Linked DNA regions of Tachysurus vachellii: region 2 is linked to region 1. The links are chromatin contacts, called in public Hi-C maps. All regions are on one chromosome and are shown on one strand. Each heading gives the region's core, a stretch centred on a gene start, on an enhancer-like site or on the middle of the called end of the contact. The rest is flanking DNA. Distances are from core to core; before and after follow the strand shown. Region 1 holds the start of kiaa0586 (KIAA0586 ortholog). Region 2 holds the start of lgals3b (lectin, galactoside binding soluble 3b).

Region 1 (5,527 bases), core at 1,465-3,964:
ATCCAGCATCCAACAACTGTACCCTAACCTCCCGCCTCACCGGTACGCTGTGGGATCTACATGGTCCGGTAAACAAAACAAAACAAACAAACAAACAAAAAAAACTGTGGTTACCATTTACATCTGAAAAGGATGCAATTCATAATGTTAGCACTAAAAATGTAATGGCTTTATGAGAATGCGAGCAAAAAGGACCTGTGCTTTAAGGCAGCAACAACAGCACCTCTCCGATGAGCGGAGTATCTCGATATTAACACATCCTGCCCTAGAAGTTTCAAATGTTTAGTAAAATGAAAAAAAAAATTATAATAATACAATGAACAATTTACACATATGTCAAATTAAGTAGTGTGAAAAAATTACCTTCCTGCTCTTTGTCCCTTGTTTGTGCGACCGATGATTTTAATGAATCTCTACCTTCTCTTGGAAGCTGAGAGAAAGAGAGAATGTTGGTAATTCATCTTAAACCATGAACAATCCAAAAGTTTCACTACACCCCAAACCACACTGTATTTAACCTATAGCAGTGTACATCCTGCCATGCTGTGGGAGCAGTTTAGAACTGTTTAATCATCTACATCATCAGGCTTGATAATTGGAGATGAATACAAACACATTTAAAAATGAGTCAAACATGAATCTTGAATCTTTGCATAACGTTAACCTTTTGGTACTTTTTACAATATTTCTTATGTTCTGTAAAGCTGCATTGAAACGATGTCCATTGTTAAAATCACTATACAAATAAATTTGGATTGAACTATCAAAGTAATTTTAGTTACTTGTATAACCTAAAATGATTATTTCATAACTAGTAACCTGAACTGAATAGTTTTAAATGACGTCAGTCACACGACTGTGTTTCTTATAGGAAGATCTTTTCATTCAACCTCATAAACTTAATAACAATGTCAGTTAAAATCTACCTACAATTTTATTATGCATAAGAAAAAATGCTGTTGATGCAAACTGTCCTGTGTCTGCATTTTATTTTATGTACTTGTAGAAATGATCGTAAATAAAAAAGCTCTCCAAAGGTAAACATAATGTACACACTCGTATAAAAATAAGGATATTGTAATAGCTTCATAAGATAAAAAACTAAATCTATTTTTGCAATTCGGAAAGAAAATAAATATTGTAGAAACATATTGTTGTCTCACATGACTTCTCCTGGAAACTCCATGACCTGGATCTGATGCTGTATGATGTTGGTCTTCAGGTGCTACAAAAAATAATATGTATGTTTATAGGAACACTTGCACTCTTATGCCTTTATAAAGTTCTCTCATCAGTCAGTCATGTAGCAGCAGCACACGGTGTAAAATCACAGGTCAAGAGCCTCAGGACGTGAAGAATTAAAGTATGACTATTTTAGACCTTAACTGTGGATCTCCTGGGATTTTCACACACAAAGGTTTCTATTGTTTATACAGTATGGTGCAAAAAAACAAACACATGCAGAGGATCAGAGGAAAATGTCCAGACTGGAAAGATCCAGTAAGTCATATAAACACTTTTTACAATTGTGGTGAACAGAAAACATCTCAAAAATACAACACACGACACATCAGACCTTGAGCTGAAGGATATAACAGCAGAAGATTCTTAGATTCTTGTTCTTGTCTAACAGGAAGTGGAACGTGATGTGGTTCCATGCTGTGTATCGCATCCTCCTCAGGGTTGTGTTGGGTTTTCTGAGTTGCTTTTAGCTCTGATGATATGAATAGTCTATGATATGAACACTAACTGAAGCTCTTCACCTGTATTTGCATAATTTATGCACCAAGCTGCTGCACCATGATTGGCTGATTGGATAATTGCAGATGTTCCTATTAAAATAGACAGGAAGTATATAGACGTTTTACATTTAATATAGAGGATATAAGAGAGAGAATAAAAGTACCTGTGGTTGAAGCTGAATGTGTGCTTACAGGAAGCACAGGAGGAAAAATCATCTCCTGAAATCCACTTTCAGCCAAACAGGAACCGTGAACAGAGTCTGAAAGTCTCCGGACATAAATATTAATATCTCTGTAGCCACAATCCATATTTTCGCTCCTGGTTGTCTGACTTTTTTGTTGAAGCACCGCTTTAGTGGAGCGAATTAACACATCAGCAGCATCAGAACTGGACGTGGATTCATCCAAGTTATTCACTGTAAACACGTCCATTGTCTCAAATCACAGACATAACACAGATATCAGTTTATTTCGTGCTATAATTATACACCTTATGTATATTATTAGACACTTTTTTGTTGTATTTTTGAAATATCTAAGAAGAATATGGATTACAGATTCAAATGACTGACAATGAGTCGTTCAGAAGAATCGGCTCACTTGTCAAGCAGGTAGGTTAGTTAGCTAACTAGCTAGCTAGCTAGCTATAATAAGCATAATTGTTCATGGTTGGTTATATAAAATCATTTAATATAAAAAAACGACTAAGAGAAAGCAGTTATTCACCTGTCACTCGAGTTGTAGAAGCTCTTTTGTTGGTGTTAGTTTTGAATTTGGCGCCGCTCGTGCAGTAAAATGTTGCTAAGCGACTCAACACTGGTTCATGTTATAAGCCGAAGCTCAAGCAGGTCTGTGGGCACAAAGCACAGTGTCACTGCACACAAAGCACTAGAGCCTGGGACGCTCACTGTAACGCGACAGTTTGTACAGATCAAACCACCCCAACTGCCCCTGACAACAAAGTTGACAACAGACGTGAAAATAGACACCGCATGACTTGTTTAGTTCGCTTTAAAATAAAAGTCTTTATCTGACGGTTTTTCCATTTTAAAATCCATTTGGATCTTTTCAAAATAAAAGTCATTATCTGACGGTTTTTCCATTTTAAAATCCATTTGGATCTTTTCAAAATAAAAGTTATTTTTCTATTTTAAAATCCATTTGGATCATTTCAAAATAAAAATCATTATCTGACTTTTTTATTTTAAAATCCATTTGGATCATTTCAAAATAAAAATCATTATCTGACTTTTTTATTTTAAAATCCATTTGGATCATTTCAAAATAAAAATCATTATCTGACTTTTTTATTTTAAAATCCATTTGGATCATGCTTTTTAAACCGCTTTTAAAATACACTTCTGCACCTTTTTTTTAATTTTTTTCATTGCAATACGACAAACACAAAATACACATTTTGTTCAATGTCACACAAACAAGAGGTATCAGTCACATAGGTTACCAGAAAAGAAAGTAAAAGAAAGTAAAAGAAAGAAAAAAAATACAAAAAAATTAATTATTTTAAAATATCACATATTTTCTGAGCTTTTTTGTTTTTTACTTTTTCCAAAAGATTACTGAATAACTTGAAATTATTTATAAAATGGGACAGATTTTACACTTCTGCACCTCGGGCTGCTTTGGCGCTGTGACTTACGTCACCGACAGAGTTGCATTTGAAATGTAGTCTTCATTTCCAATTGGTATTTTCGACATAAGAAATAATTGTGTCTTTTAGAAGTATCTAAAAATTGCACGTAAATATTTCATGTACTTCTTGTATGATACCGTTATGTTTGCAATGCAAAACGTTTTTTTTTAAAAAAAAAAAAAAAGAAAAACCACCCTGCGTCTAATTTTGTTACGAATGTGCGGCGGTGAAACGTCAATTTGTTTCGGCTTACTTAGATACACATGTCCTTTAGAGGCCCTACAGTTTGTCTCCGTCAGATCCAAAAGGTAATCAAAATCATACTGAGTTTACTGTTTACACACTTTTCTACCTATTTTATTTTAATATTGTTTGTCTCGTTAGTGATGTTGAGCTACAGATGAGCTTTAGATATGATGTCTTTATATCACTGTAATTATAGGGTGTGATTTTGTGTTGTTTTTGCTCTGATGTGCAGAACAACGGTTTGAGGTTATGGCTGCTCAGGTCACAGAATCGGATCAAATTAAACAGGTTGGTTCATTTAGGTGTTGGGCTACTGATCAGAAGGTCTTGGGTTCGAATCCCAGGTCCACCAAGCTGCCATTGCTGGGCCCCTGATCAAGGCCCTTAATAACCCTCAATTGCTCAGTTGTATAAAATGTCTTGACTCTGGGTAAAGGTGTCTGCTGTAAATGTAATGTTACAATGTTTTATCTTTCAGTTCAAGGAGTTTCTTGGCACCTACAACAAACTGACCGAGAGCTGCTTCATGGACTGTGTGAAAGACTTCACAACCAGAGAGGTCAAAGCTGAAGAGGTATGAGAGCCACTGAGATGAACAGATGAAATCATCACCCTGAAACACACTTCATTTGGTGAAACCGTAACATATGTGATCCCGTTAGTTTCTGGTGTTAGTTGTCACTGTTCCTGTAAGAAGTTCGGAGGTTATCTGATGCTCTTTTTGTTTGTTTTTTTGCTAGTGCACAGTGCAGTTTGCTAGGATGATCCCAACCATTATGGATAGCGTCGATGTGAAACACTATAGTGCATACAGCTGCAGTACAATGAGCATCTGCTCAGCTAGTTAGTGATCTATAGATAAAATGTAGATAAAAAGTTTAAGGTGTAAATTATTTGCAATGCATTCAGTTTGGATTCAATGGACCTTTTAATGTTGACGTTGATTAAAATAAACATCTTTTTTGACCGCATATTAGCTTAATTCTGATAACTGCATAAACAGCAATCTTTTCGCAGTGGGATAATTCTCTATTTGTGTCTCCTTTTCAGACTTCATGCTCAGAGAGCTGTCTACAGAAGTATCTAAAAATGACACAACGGATCTCGATGCGCTTCCAGGAATATCATATTCAGCAGAATGAGGCTTTAGCAGCCAAAGCTGGCTTATTAGGTCAGCCACGATAGTCGACTACTGTTTTTACAGACTTGTATCCTCAGGCTGTAACTTTCACCCTGCCTGCTTTATACTGGACTGATGAGGCAGAGGACGACGTGTCAGAAGATGGTGTCCTCCTATTGAGTTAAGATCACTAGCAATGGTGGGAGGTTTGTTTCCTGTTCTTCCGACTGTGAAGACTTACCAGGTCTGACTTGGGCTTAATGTGAAAGTAGTGTTTTTTGTTGGGCTGTTTTTTTAAATAGTCAGGGTCTTTTTATGTAATCACTGCTAATGTATGAAACAAATAAAACAACTAAATAAGTCAGTTTTATACAGACTATATTATTTATCTATCTGCTACAGTATATACCTGTATGTGGTGAACTGAGGATCGTAAGCATGTGTGATATTCTTTTGCATGGTATTGTGCTAGTGAAGAAATTAAACTGCTAACAAATTGGTTATGGGCCAAGCATGTGTAGGTGCCTTTTTGTCATTTTTTTACTCTTGTTATTATTATAATACTTTGCCATAGGAGTCTGTAGCAGCCCAGAGAGCATTCTATACATATTTTACTCAATTTTGCAGTGCTAGAAGGCATCTTTCAGCTTCCTACACAGTAGTTTGGTGTAGGTATGAATGTATTTGCCTCTCAAGCAGTAAAAGCTGCACCAAAAATTGGAAATACTTTTGCAAGAAAAACTCCACACTGTAATCCAACTTCTTTTT
Region 2 (5,527 bases), core at 1,230-3,729, 130 kb before region 1:
AGGGGGGTACTGTAACATCTATGCCTTCTTCCAGCCACCAGAGGAAACCTTCTCCTGAGTATTGAGCCACTTCCAGGTTGCTTGGGCATTTAAGCAGTATGTACACTTCTCCAGTCACAAAGTATTGTTTCCTTGTGACTCATACTAAGCCGTTTGTTTTTACTAGCTTATTGTGTATTACCTCTTGTTTGTATTTTCTCAACTTCGATTCTCATGTATATTGGATTTGTATGCTTTCTCTCTGCCATTGATACTGTTTTTTTGACCTTTTTGCCTGCCTCCTCTTTTCCTGCTTTGGATTACTGTTTTGGATTTGTCTGCTCTGCTTCAATAATGCTCTGCTTATGGATGTGAATGCCACCGCCTCCGAGCTTCCATTACAGTAGTGCATGACTAAAAAAAGAATGGAAACTGTCACAGGGAACAAAATGGAGAGATGTGAATTTATAGAAAGGTAATTTACTGAACTTCCTGAACTGAAAATCTCCTCAATGTAAGTTTACTATAACTCCATTAAATGTAATCCCTCCAGTTTAAGTTCAGACAATGAAAACAGAAAAAAAATCTCATAGAATTTTTAATTGGTTTGAAGTTCCTTTCCATAAATATCATAGATAACATCATATGTGTCATTAATAAATCTCAAGACTAGGCTGGATAAAGCTTGTGACTGGTTATTGTTAAACCTAGAAATCTCCTGTAATTTGCCATAACTGCTACATGGCACCTGATATCAGTAAACAGTAACTAAAGTCTTCACTGGCTAACACACACTGGCTATTCATACAATGGCCTCAAATTGAAAGGATGATATTCTGAATTCAGTAAACACAGATATACTATATTATAGTCGTTCTATAATTCTACAGAATTACTTCTATCAGTTCAAAAATCAAATATATAATGTCTGACTGTGTTATCTAGACCATTAAAATGTGCAATATTTCCAGGGCTGATTAACAGAAACAGTGTCAGTGGAAAAGTCTGGCAAGAACTAAATGATTCTTCATGCAATCACAGAATTAAAGTCATACAAGTGTTTTAACGTAATACAAACACAGACAGTCATATAAAAATGCCCAAAGACTCTTAGGATTTATAGTTAAGAAAAAAAGAAGCCTACAATTCCTACATGGGCATCAGAATATTCAAAATTCCCTCTCAGGGGAGGGTCTCTACATTTACAGATGTAAGAATAACATCATCATTGATAGTGAGAGAGTTAATCTCGTTGAGCTCAAAAACTCGATGTTTGTACTCAAACAGGTTTTCATTGTTCACAGCCACTTTATAATCATCTGGAGTACACAAGATCTTCACCTAGGAAAAAATAACAAGAGACAGCATTTACAGTATGTGACCTAAACTAAACCAAAGTAAATCAGCATATTCAAATATTATACAAACCTCAAATGGCTGTCCTCGAATGAAAGGGAATGAGGGAGCTGCTCTTTCCTCTACATCCCACTCACTGTTTACCATGCTGTTTCTAACAACCACATCTTCATCAAAGCGAGGGTTAAAGTGAAAGGCAATGTCTTCATTTCTGAACAGATTGATTGAAAACCTGAGAATAGGAAAAATAGAATAGAAATTTACAATATCAAATAATCAAAGTACATATTGTCTTCTATAGGCCTACTTTTTTAGAGCTCCAAAATGAGATGAATAGATCAGAGACCCATTCACTAGATCAAGTTTGTTCTTACCTATTGGCATCAGGCTTGGGCTCCCCCTGGACAGTAATTAGCATCTTGTCATATACTCCAAGAGGCAAATTCATGTTGTATGGGACAGTCTAGTAAAGAGATATACATTAAAAAAGTATGTGTTTTACTCTTTTATGCTCTTACATATGTCATCTGAGTATATTTCAGACACACTGTAAAGAAGACTGTAAATAGTAACACAAGTACAAACTACCATCAATATTTACTAAAATGAAGGCTGTAGCCTGCAGATCGCTTGTTGCAGGATCGCTATTGAAAGCCTCTTCTAGCTGAGATAGAGAAATGAAATATATATATGAAATTATCTATCTAAAAAGAGAAGAATAAACTTTCCAGAAATGTTTGAAGGCTTTGGTTTTCAAGTACCTTCAGCTGTATTGGAGTTCATTCTGTATTATTGACTCTCTCATCAATTTAAAACTTGTTCACTTTATATAAGATTACTTATTATATTAGCATATTACATACAATTAAAAATGACATTAAACTCTGTTATGTGAAAGAAGTTGTTAAATGGTACAGTGCATGGTAAAGAACTACGGGTGCTTGGTAGAACTAATAAGCAATATTTTGTTGCGACAGGTAATTCTACACTCTCAGAAAAAAGATAAAACCAGAAAAGTGAGACGAACTTGTAGAGTCAGTTATGCTTATAGTGTACACATGGGTCTCAGGCATGGTCTTTGTCCCAGTCTTTTGTTAATTTGTGGTCCATAATGAATAGTGAATAAGGTGCACTTACATCCATGATATCTAAACAGAAAACAATAAAACAGAAATGTTAGTTTTGGAATTACTATAGACATAAATGATGTCTTTAGCATTTAGTTTGATATTTCAATATCAGGCAAATGTGCAGAGCACTTCAGAGGTGTGTTGGGTTAATATGCATTTCAAAGAATACACTATACTCTGCGTTTTCTTTTTTCCACCATACGGCCTGAAATTTAGGGCCAGTTAATTAACATTTCAATAAAAAAAGGTATAAGAAGCAGGAAAAAACTAGCAGGTTTAGACTCACATGAGAATATACCCCCACCACACCCAGTATCAGGTGAGACAAAGTAAAAGAATACAGGAATGTTATCTAATCTCTTAAAATATAAAGGACACAATGTCTAGTGAAATCCATATGATAATGTTACATTAGTGCATAATCTATTTAAAGTATGTAAAAAAAAACTTTCATAACCTGAGATACAACTGAGAAATTTGAACTATATCTAAAAAGTCTTATAATTTTTTAACCCACCTAAACTAGCATGTGCTTGTCTAAGCTATCACACAGAAGGATTAAACATTTCCTTGCTGCAGTCTTTATTGATGCACTGAGCAATGTTGAGCAGCACTGCAAGTCAAAAACCTTTCGAAATTCCAACATTTTACACACACAAGTTGTCCTCAAAAAGAAACCATCAAAAGACATCACACAGTTTTACATGTATATAATGTTAAATCGAGATTTCTGTTAGTGCCTTTGTCTTTCAACATTACATGACTAGTGATATGGCCACCTATTTGCCAAGGAAATAAGTAGCACAGGAAACTCAAATTCAAATTCAATTTCACATTTATTTGTATAGCGCTTTTTACAATTGACATGGCCTCAAAGCAGCTTTACAGAACATAAACATAGAACAAAAGCTTATTATAAAGAATAATATAAAGATTAATATAATACATTATTCAAGATTAATATTAGATATATTTAAATGTGTTTGTATTTATCCCCAATGAGCAAGTCTGCGGTGACTCAGGCAGCAGTGGCAAGGAAAAACTCCCTTGAATTGTAAAGGAAGAAACCTTGAGAGGAAACAAACTCAAAAGGGAACCCATCCTCATATGGGTGACTATAAATGTGACCCTATACAGTATGTGTGACTATAAATATACAGTCTGACAAACTCAGACTGACATGATGGGTATTTCTAAAATATCTGTTTATAATTGAAAAGCTGCATCTTAATTCATTTCAACAGCTAATCTATTGACAGTAAAGAGTCAGATTAGAATGGAACATAGCATGAAATATAAATAGTTACCTGATGCTGTGATGTTGTGAGCTAGTTGGAGATCAGGTCCGCAGGTAGAAAAGCAAGAGGAACATTAGCTGGGATTCTTTTTACAGACTTTTATAGGTCCTTTTAGTCCCTCCCCTTATTGTTACTGATCCATGAGTGCACGTGACCTGCCCAACTCTAACACTGTACCACAAGCACCAACACAAAACAGTCATTCAGCTGCAACAGCACACCTATCTGTGAGTTTTGCAACATTTTTGTCAGTGCCTTTGGATTTTCCTTATTGATTGTACACATTAATACACATTTTATATTTTTTCCCAGGGAGATAATGCACCAGGACCCAGAAACATAATCAGTGCAGTTCTAAATAACACAATCAAAGATCCTTCAAGGAGATATATAATTGTGTATGTTCAACTACAAGAAACTGAACCTTCTTAATTGATATGGCACCACTAACAAGTTTTACAACAAACTATCCAACCTGCTCAGTGTCAGCGCCGTAGGGGTTGAATTATGATCCATTTAAAACTACTTGGATGAATCACTGCTTAGTATGGAACAGATAATATACCATAAATCATGAACATGAAGAGGATCAAATACTGCTTAAAGATCACAGTATTCTTGGCAGTGGAAAACCATTAGCTTTATACAAGAATGTACTTATTCTTATAGAATTAGAAATGTAGCCGATTTCAACAGCAACACCTCACAATAAAAGGCTAACAAAGTAGTAAATCAAAAGGTTTTAAGTCAGATCTGAATTTGCTCGATTCCACAATTAATATTCTCCAAAAATTAAGCCTTCAATGTTATTGCCTAATAGCAAAGAAGGAAAAATGATCAATTAGAGACTCTTTCATCGTATATAGAAACTAAAATGAATATGATTAGGATAATCATCATGAGGAAGTTGAATAATTGATGGACTGGGGTATATTTCCACCTTATACCCAATGTTTACAGGATGACCCTGAACAAAATACAGTGCTTACTGAAGATAAATGAATGAATCATGCTTGACAATATTGGTATATCACTAGTCAATGATATATTTCCCTGGTCTTGTTGTTAAATCTTGGAAAGCTTTACTGTTTTCTGTAATAGCCCACTTAAAAAATATTACATGACTGTATGACCTAATGTTATACCAATATCCTGTGTCTACTTGTCACTGTCCTACTTGAAATATAATTAGCTTGCCTTCCAGCTAGCAAATTCAGAAAAGTAATCGTGGGCATCAGAGCAATAAATGATTTTAAAATAAATAAAACTAAGGTCAAAGCTGTATTTAATGTATGTTATAACATACTTTTGTAGATATAGAACTTATGTATTATGTATATAATGTATTACTGTTATTTTAATAACATTATAATGGAAGACCGGGTAGTAGTAGAAAGCCTTATATGACCTAGAGGTGTTTTTTTGTTGGATACATGTTGGTACATGGCAAGAATATTTTAGGTGGTTGTTCCTGATTTCCACGCTGTGACTAGTGTTAAGGCCACCTATTTGCAAAGGAAATGAGTAGCAAAAGGAATCTCAGACAGCCATGATAGTGTATTTCTAAAATATCCATAGATATTTGAAAAGCTGCATCTTAGTTATAGTTTTGTGAGCACTTAAATATATATAAAAAATATTCTATTCTATTAAAAGATACACATTGCATTTTAGCCAAATATTTACATGAATTAATTTATTACAGAACTTAAAGCAATTAATTAATTTTTAATTTACAGTGTTGTTATATATAAAGTAAAACAA

The links. Hi-C and Micro-C count contacts between places; a contact is called where the count stands out from the background.
Region 2: a Hi-C map of muscle shows a contact between it and region 1, with 4 times the contacts expected there. The contact joins the promoter of lgals3b here to the promoter of kiaa0586 in region 1. A contact is called at or near these places in 2 of 3 Hi-C or Micro-C datasets (blood and muscle).

The regions. Positions count from the first base shown.
Region 1 is chr10:13,359,497-13,365,023 of HZAU_Pvac_v1, reverse strand. kiaa0586 (KIAA0586 ortholog) reads right to left here and starts at 2,714. Exons shown (of 32, transcript XM_060879614.1): 1 at 2,469-2,714; 2 at 1,907-2,177; 3 at 1,164-1,225; 4 at 364-430; 5 at 196-265; 6 at 1-56. The coding sequence starts at 2,174. It overlaps timm9 (translocase of inner mitochondrial membrane 9 homolog), which reads left to right and starts at 3,617. Exons shown (of 4, transcript XM_060879050.1): 1 at 3,617-3,701; 2 at 3,872-3,927; 3 at 4,118-4,213; 4 at 4,690-5,123. The coding sequence starts at 3,889. The coding sequence ends at 4,824.
Region 2 is chr10:13,493,123-13,498,649 of HZAU_Pvac_v1, reverse strand. It overlaps lgals3b (lectin, galactoside binding soluble 3b), which reads right to left and starts at 2,479. Exons shown (of 8, transcript XM_060879776.1): 1 at 2,473-2,479; 2 at 1,710-1,798; 3 at 1,408-1,567; 4 at 1,165-1,320. The coding sequence starts at 2,478.